Linked DNA regions of Anas platyrhynchos: region 1 is linked to region 2. A link is a contact called in public Hi-C data. All regions are on one chromosome and are shown on one strand. Each heading gives the region's core, a stretch centred on a gene start, on an enhancer-like site or on the middle of the called end of the contact. The rest is flanking DNA. Distances are from core to core; before and after follow the strand shown. Region 1 overlaps LOC101796866 (transmembrane protein 263). Region 2 holds the start of SLC35C1 (solute carrier family 35 member C1).

Evidence for each region. Hi-C and Micro-C count contacts between places; a contact is called where the count stands out from the background.
Region 1: a contact with region 2 is called in a Hi-C map of subcutaneous adipose tissue, with 2.6 times the contacts expected there. The contact joins the enhancer-like site here to the promoter of SLC35C1 in region 2. A contact is called at or near these places in 4 of 8 Hi-C or Micro-C datasets (liver, skeletal muscle and subcutaneous adipose tissue).

What each region holds. Positions count from the first base shown.
Region 1 is chr5:32,913,972-32,920,401 of IASCAAS_PekinDuck_T2T, forward strand. The region is part of intron 3 of LOC101796866 (transmembrane protein 263); the gene reads right to left. Among named protein-coding and RNA genes, the nearest start is that of ZFYVE19, 82 kb to the right of the region's middle. Within about 2 kb of position 1,745, at least 1 of the 8 cell types and tissues checked has an H3K27ac peak or open chromatin away from gene starts, as enhancers often do. A contact at or near this core is called in subcutaneous adipose tissue, where this site is marked.
Region 2 is chr5:32,709,191-32,715,760 of IASCAAS_PekinDuck_T2T, forward strand. SLC35C1 (solute carrier family 35 member C1) reads right to left here and starts at 2,375. Exons shown (of 3, transcript XM_027459652.3): 1 at 2,227-2,375; 2 at 1,611-2,137. The coding sequence starts at 2,345.

The DNA.
Region 1 (6,430 bases), core at 495-2,994, 200 kb after region 2:
ATGGAAAAGTACATGGAGCAACATTTCCCTCTCTCCCTCCCCTTTAAAGACTGTCAACACCCTAGTTGTCCAATGGGAGATTGATTTCAGTGTCTGAAGGTCTACAAGTCTGAAAGGAAAAACCTGACCATCATTTCTGAAAACAGAAACTAAATCTGCAGTTAAAAGTTGTTGTGCAATTTGAAGACTACCCTTCCCCATTCATCAGGTATAACTGCCCCAATATATCCCAGGTACTCCATGTAGGGATGAAGATTGTTTTCCTGTCAACTCGTTACTCACAGACCTGGTTTCCAGTGTGGCAAAGATATAATTTAGCACAGGTCACCATCTGAGAGCAATAGCTTGTTTAAGACAAACTGAGGGCAGGGGATGGTTGGCTTCTTTGAACTAAAAGCTTTCTCATGATCTCAAATCAAACCAATGACTACTAATGGACTCCTATTAGATCATTCTGAGAGGCTGTCAATTTTTCCCTCTCCCAAACTGTCCTCACAGAACCCTTATATCCCCATCTAACGTCCTGTTTTTTGGTGTGTTTTTTTCTTTTTTGTGTTGCAGGAAGAAAAAAAAGTCAGGTCAAACAACTTCCTGTACTTTACTCTAAAAACACTTCTTAGCCAGAAGGTACTGTAAATTCAACAGGTCATCTAAAAGAACTGCTGATAAGTCATGAAGATTTGGAAACAACTCTTACTTGTTCTGTATTTATGGGTCTTTACTAATTTCTCCTTCTGGCTGTAATTCATTACAGCAGCATGAAAATGTGCCCACCCTCCATTCCTCTTCTTCCCAGCTGCTCTTTTCCCTTTACCCCAGTCACACTCCATGATCTGCAGGATACAGCTTCTTTCCATGGAAAAAAAAATACTTGAAAAAAAAAAAAAGATTAAAATCTCAACCTGGAAACTAGCAGGTACATTTAAAGATTTATTTTTTCCCCTTGCACCTGCCTCAAAGGAAAAGAAAAAGCAGCTAACTGCTTTCAAGAAGGACAAGGCATCTTACGTAAGGCCTGCTTACCCCCTCCCCAAAATCCTAACAGCTTCTCACAGACAGCACACGGGGGTCCCCGGAGGCCACCCACCTCCTGGCTGCACCAGGCGATGTAGATCTGCAATTCCAGACAAGACAACTCGAGTGTTTTCACAGGCTTTGCACAGCTGTCTGAAAACAGGTCAGAGGGCACATTTCACTTTAAGTGGAATTGAAAGTGCCCACTGAATCAGCAGGAGGTTTCCTGTTACGCTCTGAAGCTGGTCTGAAAATACAGCTAAGGGCTGCAAAGATCTCAACAGCTATTGTGCATTGTGCTACAATTTTTACTCCTTTCAATATTTAGTACCCTTAAACCTAATCCCTTGTCTGGATAACGCCTCCTTTAAAGATATTCTATTGCTGACTGGGAAATCTGGGATGGTTTCCACACCGAGATCTCCATTAAGAGAGGGGGCATCAAAAAAACTTGGAATATAAAGGAGAATGAGAAGGGAATTAGAGGGAAAAGCAGCTTTGCTAAGTCTTCAAGTTTTGTTCCTGAAATTCATTACTCATAAAATAGGAAAGCCCTGACACATTCTTGATGTCATGGAACTTAAACTCACAGAAAAAGCAAGTGTGATGTATAAAAAAAAAAAAAAAGCCACTCCATTACTCTAATCACATCTGTCAGCACCGGCTTAAGCAAGACCTCGGTTCGCTAACCAGTGCCTGTCCCAGCCCTTGGCAGCCCTCTACTGGGCTGCCTGCAGCAACAACTCAGCCGCAAAGAAGTGGGAGAATGGAAAATCCCACTGCTGGAGAGCTCTCCCACCCAGGGGCTCCGCGAGCAGGAAAGGTGCCAGCAGCGGCTTGAAGGATGCGCCGTGCATGCCAGCTGATTCCCGCAGAAAGTTCTGCCTGAGCACAACTCGTGCCAGTCACTGTCCCCAAGTTGCATCTGAAGTGTTTTACCTGCACGGGACAGCTGAAGAAATTGTTTCTGAAAATGAACGGGGGTGAATGCAGCGCCCAACTCCAGAGCTGTAGGTGCCAGGGCTGCAGAAAACTCCTCGAGGCCCTTCACAGCCGGTTCCCCGAGGGCAGGCTCCTTCAGCCTCCTGCTCGGTGTGTTTGGCAGCCTGCTTCCCAGCGTTGATTTCAGTGTTTGTTTTCAATAGCACATGTCAGCATGCCGGGTGGTTAACTTGCAATGTGTCACACAAAACAAGAACAAGCCTCCCAGTTAATCAAATATCAACAAAGTGTCTCATGTCATATTCATGATACCTGGATCAGAGCCAAGAGGAGTGAAGTTTGAAAGGCAAGATCCCGCTGTTTTCCCCATTGTCTTAATTGCTGCTTCTACTAGCTTCAGTGTAGCACATGGACATCAAAAGATGACTCCTCTAGGCTATCACAAAAGACATCTTCAGTGATACTGTCATTGCACCTCCCTCTTCCTCCCTAAAATCTGAGACTGCCAGGAGAGCACATCGTGGTCCCAAACCCTGTCCTTAGATTCCGTATAAGCTCACCTGCACGCTACAGGCTCTATTCACGTGGACAACACATCCTTCCATCTATGATCTGTGGGGATGACACAGAAGGTAATTCACTCTGGCTATGTCCACACTTCCTCCAGGAAGAGGCAATCCCTGGCTTTGGGCACACTGCTGCTTTTGGGCCAGGAACCGAAAACATGTGGCTGCGTAGGTGGGCACCACTGGGAGCGTGCCACCAGGGCCAGACGTAGGAACAGCTCTTGCAGAAGCTGTGTGGGAACACGTTAAGCTTCAACCAATGACCAAACCGTGTTTTAATTACAGCTGGGTTCAGTTAATCACAAACTTTAAACGTCTGCAGATTTCACAGGAAACAAGATTTCTTTACATAACGTAAGCAAGATTTTTAGCCAATATCCAAACTTGGTAAATGTGTTTTTCCCACTCTCAGCATAAAGATACAAGATCCATGGAATGGAAGCACTTACCCACTTCCCTGATTAAATAAATCAAATATTTTAAGCAAGAAAAAAAATAAGAAACAGCCCCCAAGATGCTAGGAATAAAACACTGCAATAACAGTACCATTAACATTCTTGAGCTATAAAATACAGCCCACACTCAAACTTGCAGCTTCAGTTTGCATTTCCCAGAGGCCCATGTTTACCATATCATAATAACATTTTATTAAATCTGGGGGTTTTGTTCATTAGCTTTTGGAGGGGTGAGAGAGAAGTACATGGTACTTCATACAGTCACACTTTCCAGTACTGGATACACACAAATGTTTGGCTTAACCAAAGAGGACAACTTCACACAGTTACCTAAAATTATTCCAATTTTGTAGTTTAGAAATACAAGAACTTTTTAGGGAAAAAGCGAACTATTATAAAACAAAGCCTTGAATGCCTCCCGCCCCCTCCTCAAATCTCTGGAAAAGTATGGGGGGGGAAGGAAAAAAAGACAGCAGCAGTTTATACAGGATACAAACAACAATCCGTGACTTCGAAATTCTGCATAGGGTTATTACCTTTAGAATAAAGTTTCAGTTCCAGAAAGGTGGAAACAGTAGAATTCAACAATGTTACCAGTTTTTTAGAGTCCTACATTGGTTGAATAGGTATTCAGTTAAGTGGCACACACATCTACCTTATGAACTCTTCATCTCCTGCCTACCTCTTGAAAGCCTCTCATTTGTTCCAAAGATCAGGTCTCTGGTGCTAGAAAATAAAATTTGTTATAGCTCCAAACTATTAACCTCGCCTCTACAGTAAGAAATTTCCAAGACATTCTTCTAAAAACCCCAGATCCTAAGACCCTTTCACAAGTCAAAGAAATATCATGGCCAAATTTTTGCCATTACCTGCAAATTTGATTTAATATTTTATGAGAAGAAAATGTATGTTATTTCCTTCTGGATATGATCTGAAAAATAGCGTTATTTTTTCATAACATAACCCAAAAATAAGAGTCACCTAAAACTTTTTGCAGTAAGTATATCCTACTGAATATTACATATTTTGTGGCAAAATTGAAAAAAATATATATTAGTGGAACAGAGAGGGCATAGCAAAGAAGCAAACATGAAATTTAGCATTAGCTAAATTCTTTCTTACTAGGCAACATGTCAGCTGGACAGAAAGAGGACAGGTCCTCCTGTAATATGCCAAAGTAGTAATTACAACGGCTTGAGAATCCTCCACACTAATAAGGCAAGTGCATTGTGCATTTGTCTTTGCTGTTACCTGAAAATCAAGATAGAGAATTCACACACGCACGCACACACTAATGCAACACTATTCTGTACAAAAACTAGAGTTCAACCTAATTTTTAAGTAGCTGAAGAAGTTTTTTTGTTTTATTTTAAGACTATTATCCCAGAGGGCAAGAAAATTGACCAAAAAGCCCTTGGGTTTCCAGTTTGATTTCATAAACTTGAAAGACACTCTGCTCTTCAGAATAAGATTAGTTTTGGATCACAAAACCATTGGCCCAGGAGAGACCAGACTGGTGCAACTGTGCAATCATTCCAGCAGTTAAAGTAGTGGTTTAACTTGTTCACAAACAGCTGAAATCAAGACAGGCAGCCAGGTTGAGACTGCAGATGCTTATGAAATGTTAAGTGAGCATTCCACTCCGTTTTGAGGCAGAATTAACAGCCTCATATACCAACCTTATGATTTAATTGCCTGCTTATAACCCTCTGATAGTTTAGCAGTTCAGGATACCATCGTTGCTAACACACTGATATACTGATTCAATTTAGCTTCTGACCTGGATTTACTGCATTGCTCATTCTTATTTAGCACTTCAGACTGTAGCTATAAGTAAACAGAGACTCACTTGCATCTTTTTTTTTTTTTTTACTCCATTAGGAACAAATAAGAATCACTTTTTTCAGCTTTAGAACTGAAAGACTGAGAGCTGCAAGTCCAAAAGATTTATTTAAAAGCAATTGGCTCATTTCTGAGTATCTCATCTTAGTCTTCAAAATGAAAAACACATTGTAAAAACATTCTCCTGCATCCATAACTTTATATGTCTCTAATTATAACAGAAATGGTGACAAATGTCTGCCACTTCAGCTGGGTTGTAAGGTATACTGCTTTCACTCACATAACAGAATCCTGACACTCCTGCAGTTCAAAACCCTATTACTAGAATAAAACACATTCGCTAGTAATTGATAAAAATGCATCTTCTGACAGAGGCTTCCCACTGGCCCTTCACCCTGAAATGTCTACATTTGGATGATGCCAAGGCAAATGGTAAAACTGTTGTTATCCCTATCCTATGCGCAAACACCCTCAGGGAAAACCAGATGGTTATTGACTCACTTCGTAACATTATTGTATTAGCAAGATCCACTGATAAGAGGTTTCCCACACTTAAGCTACAAGAATCTTTCTTCTGGAATCCGCCAGGCACTTGGAGGCTATTTATGCTGCCATTAACAGCATATGCTGTGCACACATACAACACTTAGTGACAGAATGATTTGCAGGGCATGGAGTAGGCTAGAGAAAAGGGATGCTGAGCTGTCAAAGTAACATCTCATTATATCATACAAAGATAGTGAAGAGGAAAGAAAAGGGCAGAGGGAGAAGTGGAATAAAAACAATTTAAATAGCTTTCATGCTGTTTCTAGGAGACCAAGTAATATAGCTGCTGAAGGGAAGATGCACACTGTCAGTAGCAGGTATACAGCAGCAGTAATACAGCAGGACTGGGGCGTGAAAGAGAGGAAAAAAGTGGTACACACTGCCTGAATATTTTTTCCAATTTCAGACTGCTGATTTCCCCCAGAGAACAAAATTAAATAAAGCATGAGGAAGCCACTGGAGAATTTAAACAAAGAAGAACCTCAGCTTTCACTAAAATAATGATAGCAATAAATTAAACAGAAACATAGGATTAGCATTTGGTTTCATGTCAATGTGCTTTACAACTCTACTAGAAATATTAAGGTAGACTTTTGAGTAGAAGACTGAGCTGACACTCCCGGTCATTTATTTTTGCAAAGGCAAGAACTGTTTTGGCCAACAGAAGAGTATGGCTGCACAGAATCTGTGCCTTAAGAAGAGACAGATGATATTGAAATGTTGCTCTTCAGCCTCGGGCCATTTACAAAAGTAGCTCAGGAAATGTTTTTACAGATGAGAAGACATGCCAGGTACATAAAGTCCCAGCTACAAAGAACAGACAGCCTCGCTGCTAATGTCTTTCTCTGCTTTTTAAGAAACCTGTCTTTCTATATGAAGTTATCTGACAAGGCCAATCACCTTTTTGTGGATGCAAAAAAGCCTGACAAGTTACATATCAAGCAAAGTTTTACATTATTTATACACTGCAATCACGTTTTCTGTATTATTTTTCAAGTACCTAAAAGCCTAAAATGTTACAATGTGTGTTTTTAACCATCCTCGTTTATAAATAAGAGCAGCCAT
Region 2 (6,570 bases), core at 1,125-3,624:
ACTGTATTAAACTTCTTCAATGGGCAGAACACTCTTTAACCAGCTCTGAAACAGGTGCTACAGGCTCTTTTGCTCCAGGGCAGAGAGGGAGACTTTGCCCCATCCAGCTCTTCAGCAAAATGTAAAAGGAGAGATCGGCTACTGAAAGAGTGCTGCAGTGCTTCTGCATTAGCTACTTTCCATTAGAAGCCATGAGGGAAGTTGCCTGCAAGTCAGCCAACACATGCTATAAACTAAGTCCAAGTACAAAAGAGCTCAATGCACAGACAAGGACTGTGTCTGGCCACAGAGGATGCTTGGCTGTGCTGGCATACACAGGCAATGCTCCTACAGCAAAGGGAGATGGAGCCAGGGGACAGAGCCTTAGAGAAACCTAGAAGGCTGGTAAGTGCCACAGACTTGGGTAACACCTGAGCACGAGGCTAGCTAAAGCCAACTGCTGGCATCACTTGGTGGAGGGGAACAGTCGCTGCTCAGCCAGACTGGCTCTCCTGTTTGCCTCTCATATACAGAACTTGTCTCATCTTTCTGAAGTCCATCTGCTTGTCTAAGCACCACCATGAACACACGTCCACCTGGAACTGAAGTTAACGTTTCACCATCCTTGGCATCAAAATGACTCTCTAAATGGAAGGCAGCTTTTCACTTTACTTGGCCTTTGGAGCAGAAGGCTTGTAAGCAATTCCCGTTAAGCTAGTCAATGCCCTGCCCTACTTCCTCACCACACAACCAGATTTTCTGGTGGTGCTTTATGCTTGATTTGATTAGCTAATCTTGTCTAAATTGGCAAGCTCCATTGTATGGTCCCAACAATGCTGACAGTCTAAGCAAACACTTATTGTTTCCAAAGTTAGTTATTAACATTCACTTGAAAATAGGGAAGAAACACCTAGTTCTGTAATGGCCTTCGTGGGGGAAAAGACGTGGTATCATCTTAAGGCAAATGAAACTTTATTAGAGGATTGACAGTTATTGCTGCTTAAGGAGAGCAACAGTCAAGTGACAGTGATTTCCTTTCCTAATGACACCTGTGTGCTCCAGACACAGGAAGCAGACTGCCTAAGGCAGAGCAAGAGAAGAGCCCTACAATTACCCCATCGCATCCAAAAGCGCTCATGTATGAGGGTGACGTCCCAAGAGGAAGGATGGTTCTGCCTGGTTCGTTATTTGGGTTCAGCATCCTGTTCTGAGCGTTAGGCCAGAAAAGCACTACCAGCCACTCAAGGTGGCTGTTCCTTCCTGTACCTTAGGAAGGAACACATGCAGGGGTGGTTAGGGCTTCGCCTGCCACCAGGGCTAGGAAGGAACACGTGCAAAACGCAGGTAGGAAAGGCTGTGTGGGGAACCAGGAACTTTGCATTCCCCTATCCTGCAGGAACAAAGACTGAAGACTTGAGGTGCACCACGGGCAACAGCCAGAGAGCAACCAAGGACCTAACAGGCGTTAATTCCACAGGCTGCAGCAGTACAGGTGCATGCTGCAACCTGGAGCAAGACACCACAATCCTGTTAGCCTGGGACCTCTACAGTCACCTGCCTGACCTCAGGAGGACCGCCTCCTTGGGCTCTCTGAGGTTTGGGGTGGCCGCAGTCCCCCTATTCCCACTCACCTATGATAACACCGCAGGCCAGGAGGGCGTAGAGCGAGGTGGTCTGCTTGAGCAGCAGGTAGGAGAGCAGCACGTTGAAGACGGTAGTGAGCGAGCGCCCCACGTTGTAGAAGGCCACGCCGACGTGCTTGAGGCAGAGGTTGTTGAAGGTGACCATGCCGATGAAGACGACGGAGAGGGGCAGCACGCTGCGGGACACCTTGAGGTCGAGGCGCAGGGCGGGCAGCCCGGCACAAGGCGCCCCGCAGGCAGCCCCCAGACTCAGCCCCGCGCACAGGGCGGCCGTCATGGCGCACTGGAAGAAGGTGACGAAGAGCGGGGCGTCGAGGCGCAGCGAGGGGCTGTCCAGCAGGTACTTGTTGAGGAACACCATGGTGATGGAGGTGAACCAGTAGAGGCAGACCACCAGCCCGATGCGCAGCGCCCGCAGCACGAAGGGCGCCCGCCGCTCCTCGGCCGGCAGCAGCGGGTCGGCGGCGCCTCCGCCCAGCGCCATCCGCAGGAGCCCGGTCCGCGTCAGCTGCGCCCTGCTCATGGCGGGCACAGGCCGTCAGCACACGGCCGGGGCCGGCCCCGCTCCCCACCGCCTCGCCCCCCGCCTCCGAGCCCCGCTCACCCGCTGCCACCGCCGCCGCTGCCGCCTCCGGCCCCGAGCTTCCCGGAGCGGCGCAGCCCCGCCCGCCGCCCTTTATTCACGCCCCGCGGGCGCCGCTCGCCGCCTCCCCGCGCCGCCATCTCGGGGGAGGGACCGCGCCGCCCCCCTGGGCAGGGCCTGGGGGGAGCCATGAGGGGGCCTGGGCCGGGCCCGGTACTGAGGGGTGATCGCCGGGGCTCGGGTTGTATATCCTGGCCCTCGGAGCGGCTGTAGGGCTCCTGGCCTACGTGGTCTGACGTGGAAAGTAAAGACTTGTGATGTGGAAAATAAAGATTTCTGCTCCCCTCCCCACCTTTTAAGTCGCTCCTCTTCCTTTCATAGTTTCCTACATAAATCTCCTCCCTATACCGTTTCTTCTTGCAGCAGCTTGCAGGTTTTCTTTAATTTCTGTCTCAATTATTTCCCCATTTTACTTGCTGCAGCGACCAGGAGCAAGGCACTGAGCGTTGACAGCTACGTTGCCATCCTCACCTGTAGGACTTGGCCTCCCGGTAAAAATAACAAGGTGGGGCTGATCGTTATCTCCAGAAGCAAATCCGCTGCACGCCCTGCTGGGACTGCAGCTTTTGTACATGCCTGAGGGGCCCAAGGGATGCTCCATGAAATAAGAATCTGGCCCCAGTGCTGGCACCCCACAGCTGGTAGAGACATGGGCTGGGATGTCCTCACGGGACTGAAGTACTCATACAGACACTCTGGGTATGCTCATACCAGCTCCAGTTGTGCTCAGTAAGCACAGGCATGGAGCCGTTGTTTCAGACTGCCATCAGATTTGGGAGGGCAGCCTCTATCCCTACAGAGCTGTGCTGCTTGTGGCACTGAAGGAGGCTCGCCCTGCCAAAGCTCTGGAAGCTGCAGGATCTGAATGTCACCTGGGCTGCCGGTATTTCAGCTGGGTTGGGTGTTTGACTTCAATGTGCTCTGACACGGAAACGATGTGGAGGGGAATTAAAAACTAAAGGATGAAAGACTTCAACGGAGGTCACCTGCTCACGGAGCAGCCTCTTCCTGTCATTAAGGAGGTTACTGATAGCCGCACCCGTGTCAGAAATAACTCCAGCCCTGCAATCTCCTATCAACCTCCTTTATGTGCTAGTTGGAGCAGGTGTGATATAGGTCTTGTGTGTTCAGTGATTTTCTAATGTGGGTTTTGCCCACAGCATGCCATGGGGTATAGGTCTGTGCTCTGCTGTCTGAGCCTTATTTACATAAATAAATTTATCATTTTTATGGAGGTAAATAAAACTTTTCCACTATGACCTGAATGAAGTAGACACGGTGACATCTGCAAACAGCTCATAAAGACAGTACGGAGAAGTGTTGGCTGCCTGAGCCGTCTTCCTGCAGTGTTAACTTGGAAAGGTAAACACAAAAATGTCACTGCCACTACTATTAACTACTCCAGTGCTGAGGTGCAGCCTGTGCTCATCTCTGCACCCTGCTGCAGCAATGCAAGCTATGCAGGGACTGACCGATCCCTTTAAAGGCAGCCCAGGTGCTGGGGTAAGCTGCACACACACACTCTCCTGCTGAAGTGATTATGCCACAAACCCGAGTCATTATTCTGGGTGTAAAAGACCCATCTGCCCGTACTCACAGGCCAAAGTATCCCACCTTCTCTAGACAGTGTTTTATAACAAAGGAGTGTTTTCCCTACCAAACTCTCTAGCATGTTACAGATTCAAACTGCCGAACAGGACAAAATAAATTAACAAAATAAAATAAAGTTAATACCAGATTCCACAGTGGTGTGCTGGAAATTTCTGACCAGGAAGAGCCTGGCTTGGTTCTAGAGGTCCCAAAGGCCCCTTACACATACACATGGCTTCAGCATCGCACATGCATTTTGAATTTGAAAGAAATTACCTCTTTCCCCCAATAATGTTGCAAATATGACCCCATCAGAGCCAGACGGAGAACAGTTTTTCTCCTCAACTTGCTCGTGTTGTTCAAAATATCTTCTCTAAACTAAACACAGAAATTAGAAATGGAAAAATGAATCCCCAACCCTCAATCCCATCTCGTCTGCTCGTTCAGCACATAGAAGATTGCTTTGTCCTGCGCAAGTTTGAAATATCCCAATCAATAAAATGTTCATTGCTTCTCTTGGGAGATTATTCTCCAGACTTATAATACATGTATGGCACGTCTACGTGGGAAAATTGACCAGAATAGCTATCTCAGCCCTGACAATATAATTCCCTGATGCTGACAGTGTTTTCCAAAATAAAAGTGATTTATTTGCAGATAATCACGTAGTTCTGTGATAGTTGCGCTGGTCAATCTCCCTAGGCAGAGCTCGTCTGCAGGGATGGCAATGGTTTTGACAAGTGGTTTGAGTAAAGGCTTGCCTGGGTGGAAAAGCTGTCTGGCAGAGTTACTGTGCCATAGCTGGCCTGCCTGCCTGCCTCGAGGGATGCTCTGCTTCGGGGCACAAGAGATTTCTGAGGAAAGGTGGTAATTAATAGGTTATCATGTGAGCTGGAGCCATTGTGGCAATGCAGGCTGGCCTCTGGCACAGCACCAGCCTTGGGCTTTCCTGAATTAATTCCTGCTTGAATGAAAGCTCATCTTTTAGGGGAAAAAAAAAAAAATCAATCTTGTCTAAAAATACGTCCAGGAATACTAAATTCAGTGGGACACTAGCAATACGAGTCCAATGGCTGTTTGTTTCCCCCTAATAGCACACACTGCTCCATGCTTGGACTTGCTGGGTTCAAGATTTCAGTCTCTGGATCCTGTTACGACTTCGCTGTTTTTACAAGCACACGCTTCCAGGCTGATGAAGTTACATTTTAACCTAGTTTTTGAGAAGTTCAATACATTTAACTTCCTTATAGAACGTGTTTATTACGCTACAGCAGCAGTGACTGACCTCCTTGTGCACACAAGGCCTGGGCATTTTCCTGCCTGGTTGCACATTAACGTGGCACCACGTCACCAAGAACCAGCCCAGGATTGTTCCTGCTTTAAGAGAGCGCCGCTTCAAGTTCCCCAAGTGCTTTCAAAATAGCTACCACTAGCTTGGGACCCAGCTTTGCTGGGCTGTAGGCACTGGGAAAACTGGATGTCATGGCAGTGTCCTTGTGCCCATGTCCCCAGAAGTGCCCACGCTCCTGGGTGGGCAGCAGCACTCCTGTGCATTTCCCAATCCTTCCCCATCTCAACACCAAAACCTTTTAAAATAAGGCAGAAACCCCCCGGGAAAGCTCTCTCTTTCCTCCCTAACTTACTTGACCTACTTGAAAGGCAGCAATTGGGCTGAATCCCCGCAGCCTGGCTGCTAAGACTGGGGTGTCGGTGCATCCCGGCGGGGAGGCGGCACGAATCCCTTTTCCCGGCCGCACGGGAGACCCGAAGAGGCCGAGCATCGATGTTGGCGACACTTGGCGCTGGGGACACTAGGGGGCAGGGCTGGCACGCTTTTGGGGCTTTCCCTGCCTGGCCTGGGCAGGACTAGGGGGCTGGAGCCCTCCTCTTGCCGTCCCGCATCGCCTCCCCCCCGCAGCAAAGGCGATGCAAAGTCACTTTTAGGGTCACACCAAGCGCTGCAGTGCCCAGCCGGGGGTGACCAGCGTGTCCCTTGGTCCCACAGGTGACCTGAGCACCCCTGGGACACCCCAGGCTGTCCCCCTGCCCCTCTGGCAGCCAGCAGCATCCCGCCTGTCCCGGCTCTCCGGGGCTGTGATTTATGAGGCAGCCCCTTGGAAACGCTCCGAACCCAGAGCTTAAGTGCTGCTGAATGGCAGCATTAATTACTATTAAAAACACACATTTATATCTCTCTCACCTGCTTTAAATCCTGGGAAATTAGATTCCCTACCCATCCCTTCCAGCCCTGGTGGCAGCTGGGGGTGTTTTATGGCCCTATAAAGCCTTGCAGTACCTGCTGTCTATATGGGCTTTTATTTATGAGGCCCTTAACAGGCTTGCTGGTGGCACTGTTTGAGCGTCCCCTACCCCCATTTTGGTGCTGTTTCCCCTGCCAGGAGCTGTCCCCACAGCTGCCCCCCCTGCAGGGCTCCAGCTTACTGTTTAGCCCCATTTCCCCTCATTTCCCTCTGTGCTTCCCTGGGGAAAGGGGTCCATGGTGGCAGCACACTCCATGCTGCTCCTGGTGGTGGGAATCGGGTGGGAATTGGTGGTGGGACATGCAGGTTTGGGCAAAATCACGAAATGGGGAGTTCAATGGGGAGCCCCCAGCTGCTGGGGCACAGCATGCAGCGGGTGAGAGCACCGGCAGTAGGTGTGTATGGCAATTTGTCTCAGCCTTGGTACTTTTTTATGTGGAAAAGGGATTCAGGG